Regions from separate parts of the Mus musculus genome. Here all the other regions are linked to region 2. Evidence: chromatin contacts called from public HiChIP or PLAC-seq data. All regions are on one chromosome and are shown on one strand. The core of a region is the stretch at or near the end of the contact, and the rest is flanking DNA. Distances in the headings are between cores, read along the strand shown.

Region 1 (2,879 bases), core at 147-2,646, 200 kb after region 2:
GCCTCTATCTTCCTCAATCATTTGGTTGCTCTTGGGAGAACTTCCAGCTTCCCTTTCCGTGTCTTTTAAATGAACACTTCACAACTCTACACTCCTTGTTACACTAAAGCAGATAGATGTTTTGATTGAAAGCTTTTCATTTCCGGAGAAAACGGAGGAACATAAAAACAACCTCACTATAATCATCTGCTTCTTGGTAATTTACCTTCTAATTTTGTTAAGTATAACTTAATGCTCTTCTTTGCCATGATTTAAAAATTCAAAAGAAATTGTGTCCTGAACAATAACAAACCTTACAAAGGCAGAACATAAATATTTTCAAACTCTGAATGCCAAGGTCCTGACCTGCCCCTTCCTACCAGTTAAAACTTGCTTCTTTAAAAACATCATTTGCAAAGTGTCCTTATCAATTTTAAAAAAGATATGGATGAGATTTACTGAAACCTTGAAACAATGCATATTGTATAGGATTTTATAAGAGGGATATTTCTTAAATCTTGACTTACTTGTAAGTCACCATATGTAGCTTGGACAGTGTTAACATTTACAGGATTTTTCAAAGCTAAGCTCCATGATAAAAACTTACTTCACAAATACTCTCTAAAGAAAGCTAGGAAATCTTTGCTGTGACCTCTCAGAGGGTCCTCAAGGTGACCAAACTCACCCAGCATTTGGTGCTAAGTGCACTAACCCTGAAAGAAGTTTAGTGACTTGTGAAGTTACACAGGGAATTAGATCTCAGTTTGGATGCAAACCATGTTTCTTGCTTGCTCAGCGCAGACCTCTTTCTCTCTCCACCTTGGGATCTTGTTTTCCTAGCAGGACTCTGGGGCCTCCACCAGCCCTGTTATACTGCCCACCTGGTCCTGCCAGCCTCCATCAGTGCTTTGACTCTTTCAAATCATCATGTCCTGCCCATTTTCTCTGGACCCTGATCCCAGAGGTCCTAACTGGGGTCAAAGTTGAATCTGAAAATCCTTTATTAAACTGATTATTAATGACAGTTTATGGCTCAATATACTATCCCTTATTTAGAGCTGCTTCAGTAAGTTACTCCATAGAGACAACTAACAAGAATGGTCCCTTGAGTTAAATTAATTGACTTCTCTGTATGTGCCAGGCATTAGGCTCAGAATTCTCTGTAAATCATGTCAAGGATCCTGTGCACACTGTCATTATCTCACTTGAGTAATGAGTTACAAACGAACATGCCCAATGAATGATGCGTTTAGAGACAGGTGGGGTTATCCTGCCCCACTTTGACTGATATCACTTAGAGAGCAGCTTGATGTCCTGGGCATGTGGCCAGCAAATGAGAGAAGCCTGCACTGTGTGCCAGCGTCCCCAGCTGCTGGCTCAGCGAGTGTCCTTGCATTGTGCTCAGTGTCCAGCAGTGAAAAGAGCTGGCTGGGTAGGATTGTCCTAAACTGTTCTACTGCCCAGGATCTCACTCAGAAGTTGCTTACAAGGCCAGGGTGATCCAGTGCTCCAAAACGTGTTGTTTGCCAGGGACCTGGGAGGAAGGCCCAGGTTACAGACCGCCTTCTTTTTAAATTATTATTTTATTTTAGTTGTTGTTGATGATGATGTTGTTGAAAAATGGGTTTTTGTTCATATACTGTATCCTGGTTGCAGTTCCTACTCTCTCTACTCCTCCAAATTCCTCCTTCCTCCACTTCTTCCAGTTCCTCCTCCCTCTACTCCTCCCAGTTCCTCCTCCCTCTACTCCTCCCATTACCTCTTCCCTCTACTCCTCCCAGTTCCTCCTCCCTCTACTCCTCCCAGTTCCTCCTCCCTCTATTCCTCCCAGTTCCTCCTCCCTCTACTCCTCCCAGATCCTCCTCCCTCTACTCCTCCCATTAACTCCTCCCTCTACTCCTCCCATTACCTCCTCTCTCTACTCCTCCCAGTTCCTCCTCCCTCTACTCCTCCCAGTTCCTCCTCCCTCTACTCCTCCCATTACCTCTTCCCTCCACTCCTCCCATTACCCCTCTCTCTACTCCTCCCTACTTCTCCTCCTTCTACTCCTCCCTATTTCTCCTCTTTCTACTCCTCCCTATTTCTCCCTACCTCTTTTCCCATCAGGATCCATCTCATTTCTGCCTCTCATTAAGAAACAAACAGGCTTCTTAAGGGATAATAATAAAATAGAATAATGAGACCGGTTCATCTGCACACTCACGAATTTCATGCAAACCTTAAACTGGAAGCCACAGTATATATGAAAAAGACCTGTATGATAAAAAGAGAGAAAAAATAAACATAAAGAATTAAATTAGGATTAAAAAGAAGATAATTCAAAAAAAAAAACAAAAACAACCACAAAACCCCCAGCACCCTGATGAGACGTTGTGAGACAAGGAACCTCAACTGTTACCACTGAGTTCATTTTCTGTTGGCATTTACTGCTGGGCACGCAGCCACCTTAGTCATAATTAGTTTCCCTAGTGAGACTTCCTTGGAGGAAACTAAATTGCAAGTGGTTATCAAATGGGTTGATAACTTCTGGGTTAGTGATGACGCCATGTGTCCACTTCTCCTTTCAGTTCTAAGACCCCACGTGGCACAGAGCCATGCAGGCCTCATGCACGCTGCTTCTATCTTTGTGAGCTTATATGTGCGTGGATTCTGTTGATTTAGAGGGCCTCATTTCTTGGTGTCCTCCATTATCTCTGTCCCTTACACTCTTTCTGCCCCCTCTACCACAGCCCTGAGGGGAGGAATTTGATGGAGATGTGCTGTTAAAGCATGAGTGTTCCACACTCCCACTCTCTGGATGGTATGTGGCTGTGGGTCTCTGATTTTCCCTTCTTCTCTAGGGAGAAACCTCTCTGAGGACGCTTGGGCAAGGCACAGAGTTACGAGTATAGCAGAGTGTC
Region 2 (2,914 bases), core at 114-2,613:
GAGGGGGAAGAACCAGCTCCACGGCAGGGAAAAGAGGCTTGAAAAACAACTTTGATTGGCACTTGGCCTGACCCACAGAGGAAGAAAAACAGTTTTTGGACAAAGAGCGCAAATATTTGAGCTTGCTTATTTATGTGCTTGCTTGTTTTTCCTAGGACATAAAGAGCAATCCTAAATTGACTGTAGATAGGAAAATTGACAAAAACGGCACCATATTCATCTTAGCTCTCAAATATGCACAGCTCAGCAATTTTAATTCATTGGTGCTGGACAAACAGAAACACCTCACCTAATGATTTCATTTCATGCAATGTAAAAATAAGAGTGTAAAAAAGAAACAGATTATATTAGTCAAGGAGGCTATTCAGATCTTATTAAAACCTCTTCTGCGTCTACAGGGACATTTTGTCATCCTTTCTCTCCCTGCATCCCCATCCCCCACGGGGCGATTAAGCCAAGTAAGCTAAACAATACTGGAGTAAACTTTCTATCAGTCACTCTGGAAAGCAATAAGCCAATCCTGGGTCGGATTTTCTCGATCGACATCGCGGTGGGGGATGATAAGGAGGGCGAACCCAAGTCGTCTTCAGCCTCCACCTCCACCAACCCAAGCTGAAAGCGCTGGAAGATCGAACAGCATTTCCTATGGGTATAAAGTTCAAGATGCCTTCATGGTGCCTTTCGGGACCCACCAAGAGAATGTCAAGAGGCGGTGCCAAGGCACCGTAGGCCTGGCAGAAGCGACCCAGTCGAAGAAAACACCCCCCCAGAGTCAGCCACCGGGGAGAGGCAGCCAGTCTCCTGCAGACCAAACTGGTTGCTGTGATTTCAGGCCAGCCTCCATCCCCAGCCGAGCCGGTTCCTCCCAGCATCCCAGCATCCCTTCAGCCTCGGGGCAGACCCGGCGGCAGCCCAGGGGCCGGGCGCAGGGACCCGCGGGGGGACACTTTGCCTCTCGTCCCCCCTCCCCCGCAAGCGCCGCCCGGACCCGGACCGTGGGGAGCGCCTCGCCGCCGGACGCGGCCGCGCCGTACCTTCCGCAGCACTTTCCGGCAGTTGGTGCAGAGCAGGTAGTTGGCCGAGGCCGACGCGCTGCTGCCACCGCGGTTCATCGCGCCGGAGCCGGGCTGTCACCGCGGCCGCTAGCGAAGGGCTGCTTCAACGTTCTCTTCTCAGGGGGTCGGGCGGCAGCGACGGCGCAGCGGCTGCCCGCGCGAGCTCGGCGGGGACGGCAGCCGCGGCACTCAGCGACCCGTTGTTCCTCCCGCCCCCATCGCCAGACCCCCGCCCCGCCAGCCAGGACGAGCAGCCGCGGCCGTCTCAGCTTCTCAGTGCGGCCCCGCCCCCGAGGCCCGCCGCCTTCAGGGCAGCCGCGCTGGGCACCGCCCCCTCCCGCCAACCAGACGGCACCGGCAACGCCCCCTTCTGCACCCGCATCCAATGAGTGGCTCCGGCCAATCGCGGGAGGCGAGAGCAACACGAATCTCCGGGCAAGTTAAGTTTATCTCCGAGGCTCGATGCTGAAGAGTGACCCTGGGTTAGTTAGGTAGTGGGGTGGGAGGGACTCCAATCTACCAATGAGAAATGGAGGTGTGGTGTATGCAAATTATCAGGAACTCTAGCGCCACCCTCAGGACAAGCCACGCCTCTCTGCAAAAACCGTGCAGAATGGAGAGTGAGATTAAATAGCTGGAAGCTAGAGCTCGCTAGAGGATCTGAGACCTAGCTAAACATTTCCTGATCTCTCGGGAGTGGGCCGGGTGGACGCTAGAACGTTCCTTCCTCCGGGGCAGAGATTCAGCTTTCTCTCCATGGATCTAAATCTAATAGCTGTGAGGAAGACTGCGGTCTTGCAGCACTTTGCTCCCACAGATCTCAAAGAACTTTATGTTCTTTATGCACTCTGTAAATCTGGTACGAAAGACCAACTACCTACGGCTGTAGAGTTAGAAGTCTACACAGCTATTGGAGTTGGAGACCCGGAGACACATCTTTGGTTTAGGGGTTTTTCCCTCTCTCCGACGATCGTTCTCACAGCAAAGAAAGTTCGTTTATCATGAACAAGTCAGAGATTGATACACACACACACACACACACACACACACACACACACACACACACACAAATCCTGTGGGAGGCCTCTGGTTAGAAACTTGCAGAGCACAATCCCTGCCTGTGATGGAAGGTTTTGAGTACGAATTGCCATTTAAAACGATTGGACTGGACCTTCCTCTCTCAAAACTGACAACGGTGAGTCAGGGTTTAGCTTCTATGTTCTGGAGACAGAAGGCATAAGTCACTGAGGAAAGCTCCGGCTGGCCAGATGCCCAACCCAGGCGAGTGAGAGAGCCAGGTACTCCGAGGGGCCAAACACCAACCCCGGACTGCAGACCAGACTCTGGCTGCCTGCTCCCCAGTGAGAACAAAGGCGGTGCAAAGCGAGCACCTGATTGGCTCAGGGTGCTCACCGGTGTCGTGGAGCCCATGATAGGGTGCTTCTGCTACTGGCGCAGAGCACCAAGCTCCCAAGAACTGCAGTTCCCCAGCCGGCCTTGGCGGTGACCACACCGCACTGCGTGCTATGACATCACCTGTTTTCGCTCTTGAGAACCTAATCTGTATTCTCGGCTTCTCGTTTTCTAAAGGTCTCGAGTGTGTCAGGAATTGTGAAGGCCTGCAATTTGTAGAATGTATCTGTGGAGATGGTTTTAAAGAACCGACCCACTGGTTTACTTGTATTGTTTTTCTTGTATTGTTTTTAATTTAACATACTACCCTGTGTTAGGAATTTTGTGTACTATGATGTAAAATCGGGAAGGCGCTGTTGGAGAAGCCTGCACGGTTAGCATAACAAAGCCATTAGACCAAACTGTTGTTCAAACTACCAATCTCTTCCATACTCAACATCTGTCTC
Region 3 (3,305 bases), core at 567-3,066, 150 kb after region 2:
GAGGGAGGGAGGGAGGGAGAGAGAGAGAGAGAGAGAGAGAGAGAGAGAGAGAGAGAGAGAGAGAGAGGTAATCTGGTACATGTCTACTTTGAATTCATGTCTTCATTAGACTAATGTTAATAAATTTTGTAGTTTTTTTGTTATAGTTTTGTTTTACAAGATAAGGTTATACCAAGAACTATATGTAGATTCTAAATCTGTACCTCCTTCTCTTTGTCCAGTAGACCTAGCACAGACAGAGGCTCAGAATAACTTGTGAATTGGTACAAAGAAAACAAAATCCCTCTGTCCTTGGGGTCCCTGGGTTTTACAATACACCCAGGACATCATCCTTCCAGACTCTCAGTGAAAGTGACTGAAAATAGTCTCTGATTTGAATGAGATTGTGCCCCCCCCCCCCCGACACAGATAGGCTCATACATTTGAATGTTTGTGCTCCAGTTGGTGGAACTTTTTTGAGAAGGATTAGGAAGTATGGCTTTGTTGGAGGAGGTCTGTCATTGGGATGGTCTTTGAGGTTTCAAAAAGCCCTGCTATTCCCAATCTCCCCCTCCCCTCCCCCTCCCCCTCCCCCTCCCCCTCTCCCTCTCCCTCTTCCTCTCCCTCACAACTGTGTCTCAGCTACTGCTCCAGTGCCATGCCTTAATTGCTGTAGTGCCCCATACCATGATGGTCATGGACTCTAACCCTCTAGAGCTATAAAATTTCTTCTATAAGTTGCTTTTGTCATGGTGTCCTATCACGACAATACACAAGTAACTAAACTAGCTAAGCAAACATGTTTATAAGATCTTGAAGATTTTCTGTAATATCCTCAAAGAAAAAGTCCAGAATTACTCTAGCCTGCATCTTATACCTGTATTTTAAGCAGTTTCTCTTTCTACAGGGATGGTGTATCTAGTTAGTCAGGCCTGGTCAAGATATTCTCCCTTTTACTCTTCATGGAGGCCCAAAGTCATGTCATTCACTGAGCTGATCCTGCCTAGTAGACTCCTCTCAAACACCTGGAGAAGGGCCTGGCTGCCCAGTGCCCTGCAAAACCACAGCAATTCTCCAAATTAGAGTCAACTGTTGTAGTTTGAATGGGGAGGGCCTCTCCATGGGCTCACCCAGAAGCAAACTTGTGGTGTTTGCTTACATATTTGGGCTAGATCTGATCACTACCACACCAGCTCATTATTGGGAGATGTTCACCTTTCTTGTGCCATGGGGATTTTGCAAACATGGTATGATTTTTATAGTTTTGAAAAACTCTTCTCTTCATTGCTTAAATTGTTCTGAACACTCTATTGTTCTCTGAAACTTTAAGCCTACATTTTGTTCTTAGGCATTTTCTTGAGTCAGAGACTATTAGAATGTGCTAGACCAAGAAATTTTGCCTGGTAATGATTTGACACACCAACTGCCTCAAAACTAGAAAACTCTTTGTTTTAGATTGTTTTAGTGTTTTCAACTCTAAAACCAGGAACTTGAATAAGGAATCATTAAATGACTTACTGAGAGGTATGAGCTAATGATTATTTTATCTATCAGATAGCAACATCTACCAAAGCAAATAGTTCCACATTGTCTAGTTCTGAGAAGCCATGAGTTCACAAGGGTGAGTGGTTTCTTACAAGAGCTTGGATGATCTAAAGTCAGCATCACCACTAAAAAGCCCACCCAAGCATGGCTGACAACTGGTGGAAGCTGCATTTCTGGAGGTCACCCATCAACTTGCTAGCAGCTAAACCAAAAAGAGTTTCCTCAGCTCCAACACTTGCTTACTGTTACAGAATGGTGGAAATGGCCTTGTGAGTCTCTTAACTTCCTGCCATCCTGAGTCATTTAAGTTCTGCTTTTCCAGTGTGATGAGCCACTCTCTTCCCTATAAGACAGAATGCTTCAATGTGAGGGAAATAGCTACATAGCAGGGCCTGTGGCATCCCTTAGGGGTAAGTTAGTACAGAATTTGGCATGTGGAGGTTGGTTGGCCCTTTCTCTCAACTTGTTATTTCTTGATGTAGAATCTGAGTGACTTGTTGGTCTTGACACTCATTATCAGGAGGAAAACCAGTGAGCATATTTTAATTAGTTTCTACTTTTATGACAAAATACACCAGGGAGGCAGTTTAAGGGAGAACCAGTTTATTCTGAGCCATGGGTTGAGACACAAACACCATTAGGGCAAGGAGAACATGGTGGATAGTGAAGGCTCCCCATATCTTGACAGATCAGGAAACAGACAGGACCAGGAGTATGGTGAGTCTATTGCCCTTAAGGCCCATCCATAGTGTTCTGTGGTTCTATCTAGGCTAGGTTCCATCTAGGTTCCATCTCAAGATAAGGGACATTCATTGTGATTTTTAAAATATTTTACATTTCTTGGAAAAAAACTTGTCTTTTTGCATGTACATGTGTATAGTAGATGAGGTGCACATGTATTATGTCCGAATGTATATATGTGTGTAAGTGTGTGTGGAGGTTAGCAGTGGATGTTGGGTGCTTTAGTCACTCGACTCTTTTAAGGTGAGCCTCTCATTGTGCTCAGAGCTCTAATTTGGCTAGGCTGGCTTGCCAGACAAGCACCAGGAATCTCCCTGTCTCAGCCTCTCTGCTCTGGAATTACAAGTGTTTGCAGACACACTTTGTTTTTTTTGTAGGTTCTGGGGAGACCAAACTCAGGTCCTTATGATTGCATGGCACATAAGCAACATAATCCACTAAGTTATTGAAAGAACCACAATGTGAGGACTCCCCCACGTTCTGACTCAGGAGAGGCAACACCCCAAATCACTCACGAGAAATGGCCTTGATGCAAACTGCAAGAGGGCTTTTTATTCCAAGAGCGCTCTGGGGCCCACAGTCATACACCATGCAGGGGTAGAGGACTGTGACGCCCAGAGTAGCTGGGTAAGGGGGTATTTAAAGGAAGAAACTATAACTCAAGGGGATGGAGAGGGCGTTGTTGGAAAATACCAAAAATACCAGTTAAGAGTCACATGGAAGTGGAAAGTCAAGACAGTTTTCTATTAGCCTCTAATAATAGCACATTTGCATAGCGGGTTCCAGCAATGGTCAGGTGGGCCAGGGTGACTTTCTTTGAATGAATACTCCCTGAACCCAGGAAGCAGGTGGGTGGAGGAATGTCGATATCTGTTTTATGATTAGCATGCTTTGAAGCATTGAGTCACAAAAGTCACATTCTCAAGCCTGGGCCTAAAGGCCTAGAATTTTTTGTTTTCTGTGTTTCACTTTTCCATTATCTTTCCAGCCCTTGGCTGACTTTATCTTAAGTGTCCAGCTGACTCCAGCTAACCTTTGGG
Region 4 (3,321 bases), core at 511-3,010, 130 kb after region 2:
TAGGTAAATCCTCAGCGAGGTCAGCAGCAGCAGTTAAGGTCTGCTTCCCTCCTGGATGGGTGTGCCTGTCTCTCCTGGATGGGTGTGCCTGTCCCTCCTGGATGGGTGTTCCCGTTGCCCTGTAATCCATTCCTATGTATACCAGGGCTTTTCTGAATGTTTTACTCTAGTCCACTCATCTGAGCCAATACCAGAATATTTTTTTGTAATGATTTTATGTGGTATCTGATAAGGCAGTAATCCTGCTCCTCCCCCCTTCCCCTTCTCTCCCCCCCTCTACTTCTCCTTTTCCCCCTCCCTTCCCCCTCCCCTTCTTCTTTCCCCTCCCCATCCCTTCCCTCTGGTCCCCTTCCTTTCTCATCCATTTCCTCTTCCTGTCCTGTCCTTCCCTTTCCCCCTTCCCCCATCTCCACTTTTCTTCCTTTCTGTTCTGACATGTTTTTCCCCATAAGAAACTCAAACTTATTTTGCGAATTTGTTAAACATTTGATTCTCATTGGGTTTGCATCCATTTTGTGAGGATGATTATGGTAAAGATAAATATATAATCCCATTAATAATGTGGTATATTAGTCACTAGTTCTGTATTATCGATAAGATCTCCTAGTTTAGTTGGCTGCTGACCATCTTTCTCTCTTGTTAAATTGGTTTGCAGCTGGTGCTGATTTGATTGGTAGTATCAATTTTATTGACACTGTGAATGGGCTGTTCGTCACGTTGACTTTTAATACTTAATTTATAGTGGCTCCATCTGTCCCATCCAAGGCTGCCATGGCTTTAGTGCCTCTCAGGGAACCCCTCCACATAGACACCTTCTCTGCCTGGCCACTCTCACTGGGACTGAAAGTCTTTTACTTTCTTCTTCTCATGCTCCTGATACCTCCTGCCAGTTAGAATGTTTCCCTGTATCCAAGGAGAAAGGCACCATCCTAGGTGTGAGCCACGTCCTCCACCGTTGGCAGTTTGCCCTCCCTAGGGACCTCCTGGACTATGTGTTTTAGGAGGTCCCTGAGAAGCAAGGGAAATGGCCTCCGCTAATTCCATGCCTTATCTTGCATTCTGGTCCCCAGTCCCTGCTTGACTCAGAATGTTCCCGAGTCACTCTTGCTCAGCCTTTGGTGGCCCTGTTCCTCCCTGGGGACCTTTGCAAAACTTCCCAGCTGCAGGAGACAGGAATCCAGAGCAGCTTCCTTTTCTCTTGGCTGTCAAGTTTTTCTCTCCTGAATGAAAGTATAACTTGCTGTCTCACATCTGTGCTTTGATTCTCCTGAGAACTTCAGGATTCCTAAGAGAACCATTAGAGCAGAAAGCAAATGTGTTTCTTTATATGAAAACTAAAAAGCTTGTGGTTGGAGTGATGGTTCAGTGGGTAAAGGGTTTGTCACGCAGGCACAAGGACCTGAGTTCTAGTACTGAGAACATAGTAAGCAGCCAGGCACTGCGGCGTACATAGATGAGCCCAGTTCTGGGGAGGGGACGTTATGAGATCCCTCGGCTTGCTGCCTCCGGTTCTGACATTCACTGCTTGGGCACTCCCAGACGTCTTGTCCTCTCTTCTGTCCAGACTTCTTTCCTTACCCCATCAGTCAGTCGGGTGTTGGAGACTGTCCACCCACCTTCCACATCCAAGAGCTGCTGAGCCTTTCCCATCACACGTCACAAGAACACAATGTGTTGAGGATTCACACACATTTCCCGAGTCAGATCTCTGGCAGTTAGTAGAAGAGGAAGTCAAAAAGAAAACCCAAGCGGCTGTGCAGCCGAGGTAGACGAACCAAAGCCAGGCCCCACGCCACATCTGCCTGTGCTGTCTCCACCATCTCTGTTCTGCTTTTGCTTTTGTGGGTGGGAGATGCTTGATGCTAAAGGACTTTGACACCAAGCCTGATGACCCAAGTTCAACCACCAGAACCCACATGGAAGAAGGAGAGCACTGATTCTTAAAGTTCTCTGACCTTCACACACGTGTCATCTTATCTCTATAAAATAAATACATAAATAAACAAATGAATAAAATTTAAGTAAATGTATAACTTTATTGATTTATAAATTGTATATAATTATATAAGATTAAAACTATATAAAATTTATAATTAAAATTAAATATGTAAATAAACAAATAAATAACATTTATATTTATTTATTTAGTGGTGTTGGCATTTGAACCTTGGACCTTGAAGATACTAGGCAAGTGCTCTACCACCAGGCAGTGTCTTTAGCCTTCATTTTGGCCTCTGGTTTTCAGAAAGGATCTTGTTGCCCAGACAGGCTTGAACTTGGAATCCTCCCTCAACCTCTTGAGTAGCTGAGATTATAGATATGCAACTTCCAGGCCTGGTTCCATGACTGTCTTAATACATCTAGAATTGACAGTTAATCTGAATTTGCAGCCCATCCTCTTACCTTAGAATTCTGAGCTGAGCCTTGTGGCATAACCTGCTGTCTTCTAGTACTTTTTTTTTCAGGTGATGAAACTGACTCCTTCTTGTTGAGATTATTAGCAAGGCTATCACTCTGCTGTTTAACTACCTCTGTTTTGCGTTTGTTTTATAGCTTGAGGTGTGGAAGCCCTGAGAGCTTACATGGAAAGGCAAGGAAAACGGACAAACAGATGTGTGCACACCTGTACTGCCAGCTCTCCACAGAGGCTCACACCTTACTGCAGCTCTTGGGAAGTTCAGGCAAGATGATTATCATGAGTTCGAGGTTAGCTTGAGCTGCATGGTGATTTCCATATCTGCCTATACATACCAATATGCTGTTGAAAACAAAAGAAGGGGCAGGATAGTGAGGCCCTCAGCATCATATTCATGTTATAAATTGAGCATTAGCACTGGTAAGAAATCCAATAAAATGAAAACCAATGAAAAAACCAAGACAATAAAAAGTTAGAGCTGACCATTTCCTTAGGCTTCAGTTTAGATTTTGAGTTGTGTTTCATTTGCAGATTTGCATATTTATCTCCTCTGTATTTGGTCTGTAAATTCATTTTGACTTCTATTTATATAAAAGCCTCATCTTAAGGAATTTATATCTATTTGCTTTTGCTCATATTTAAGTAACACCAATCATATAAATATTGGTTCCCTGGAGATATTTTCTTATGTAAGGTTTTATCGTGGATAAATCCTTACCCATACCTTCCTGGGTCTCCCACTGCCCTATGGAGCTGACACTGTTGTCCAATTTGCCGACTCAATATTAATTACTCTTGAAGGAAAAGGGCTGGGGTAGAGACTGCCCATAGGAATAGACATGAAAAGTGATGATGTCAGGCAAATCAGAGTCTAGTTCAAAACCGAGGTCTGCTTCATGGAGACA

The links. HiChIP or PLAC-seq counts read pairs in DNA pulled down with a chosen protein or histone mark.
Region 1: a contact with region 2 is called in an H3K4me3 HiChIP or PLAC-seq map of neural progenitor cells, with 33 read pairs. The contact joins the enhancer-like site here to the promoter of Sesn3 in region 2. A contact is called at or near these places in 17 of 39 promoter capture datasets (the 3T3-L1 cell line, 3T3-L1-derived adipocytes, the C10 cell line and 11 more), 3 of 15 datasets of contacts at CTCF or cohesin (CD8 T cells, large pre-B cells and pro-B cells), 28 of 484 Hi-C or Micro-C datasets (B cells, the C2C12 cell line, CD4 T cells and 22 more), 24 of 115 datasets of contacts at active chromatin or transcription factors (the 230-238 cell line, CD8 T cells, the SCID.adh cell line and 18 more) and 4 of 9 other capture datasets (adipose tissue, liver, macrophages and 1 more).
Region 3: an H3K4me3 HiChIP or PLAC-seq map of bone marrow-derived macrophages shows a contact between it and region 2, with 2.6 times the contacts expected there. The contact joins the enhancer-like site here to the promoter of Sesn3 in region 2. A contact is called at or near these places in 11 of 39 promoter capture datasets (the 3T3-L1 cell line, 3T3-L1-derived adipocytes, the C10 cell line and 7 more), 1 of 15 datasets of contacts at CTCF or cohesin (CD8 T cells), 4 of 484 Hi-C or Micro-C datasets (the HPC-7 cell line, bone marrow-derived macrophages, nephron progenitors and 1 more), 9 of 115 datasets of contacts at active chromatin or transcription factors (the 230-238 cell line, CD8 T cells, the SCID.adh cell line and 6 more) and 3 of 9 other capture datasets (embryonic stem cells, liver and pancreatic islet).
Region 4: a contact with region 2 is called in an H3K4me3 HiChIP or PLAC-seq map of the 230-238 cell line, with 21 read pairs. The contact joins the enhancer-like site here to the promoter of Sesn3 in region 2. A contact is called at or near these places in 11 of 39 promoter capture datasets (the 3T3-L1 cell line, 3T3-L1-derived adipocytes, the C10 cell line and 5 more), 3 of 15 datasets of contacts at CTCF or cohesin (CD8 T cells, the NIH/3T3 cell line and pro-B cells), 3 of 484 Hi-C or Micro-C datasets (myocytes, nephron progenitors and olfactory sensory neurons), 11 of 115 datasets of contacts at active chromatin or transcription factors (the 230-238 cell line, CD8 T cells, the SCID.adh cell line and 8 more) and 3 of 9 other capture datasets (liver, macrophages and pancreatic islet).

The regions. Positions count from the first base shown.
Region 1 is chr9:14,074,043-14,076,921 of GRCm38.p6, reverse strand. No RefSeq gene overlaps it. Among named protein-coding and RNA genes, the nearest start is that of 1700019J19Rik, 15 kb to the left of the region's middle. Within about 2 kb of position 1,396, at least 62 of the 459 cell types and tissues checked have an H3K27ac peak or open chromatin away from gene starts, as enhancers often do. A contact at or near this core is called in B cells, the HPC-5 cell line, the HPC-7 cell line and 7 more, where this site is marked.
Region 2 is chr9:14,274,750-14,277,663 of GRCm38.p6, reverse strand. It overlaps Sesn3 (sestrin 3), which reads right to left and starts at 1,363. Exons shown (of 10, transcript NM_030261.4): 1 at 1,035-1,363. The coding sequence starts at 1,112.
Region 3 is chr9:14,122,997-14,126,301 of GRCm38.p6, reverse strand. No RefSeq gene overlaps it. Among named protein-coding and RNA genes, the nearest start is that of Gm39292, 28 kb to the left of the region's middle. Within about 2 kb of position 1,816, at least 2 of the 459 cell types and tissues checked have an H3K27ac peak or open chromatin away from gene starts, as enhancers often do. A contact at or near this core is called in bone marrow-derived macrophages, where this site is marked.
Region 4 is chr9:14,145,715-14,149,035 of GRCm38.p6, reverse strand. Gm39292 (a long non-coding RNA gene) reads left to right here. Exons shown (of 3, transcript XR_870548.1): 3 at 2,554-2,836. Among named protein-coding and RNA genes, the nearest start is that of Gm39292, 5.2 kb to the left of the region's middle. Within about 2 kb of position 1,760, at least 34 of the 459 cell types and tissues checked have an H3K27ac peak or open chromatin away from gene starts, as enhancers often do. A contact at or near this core is called in the 230-238 cell line and pro-B cells, where this site is marked.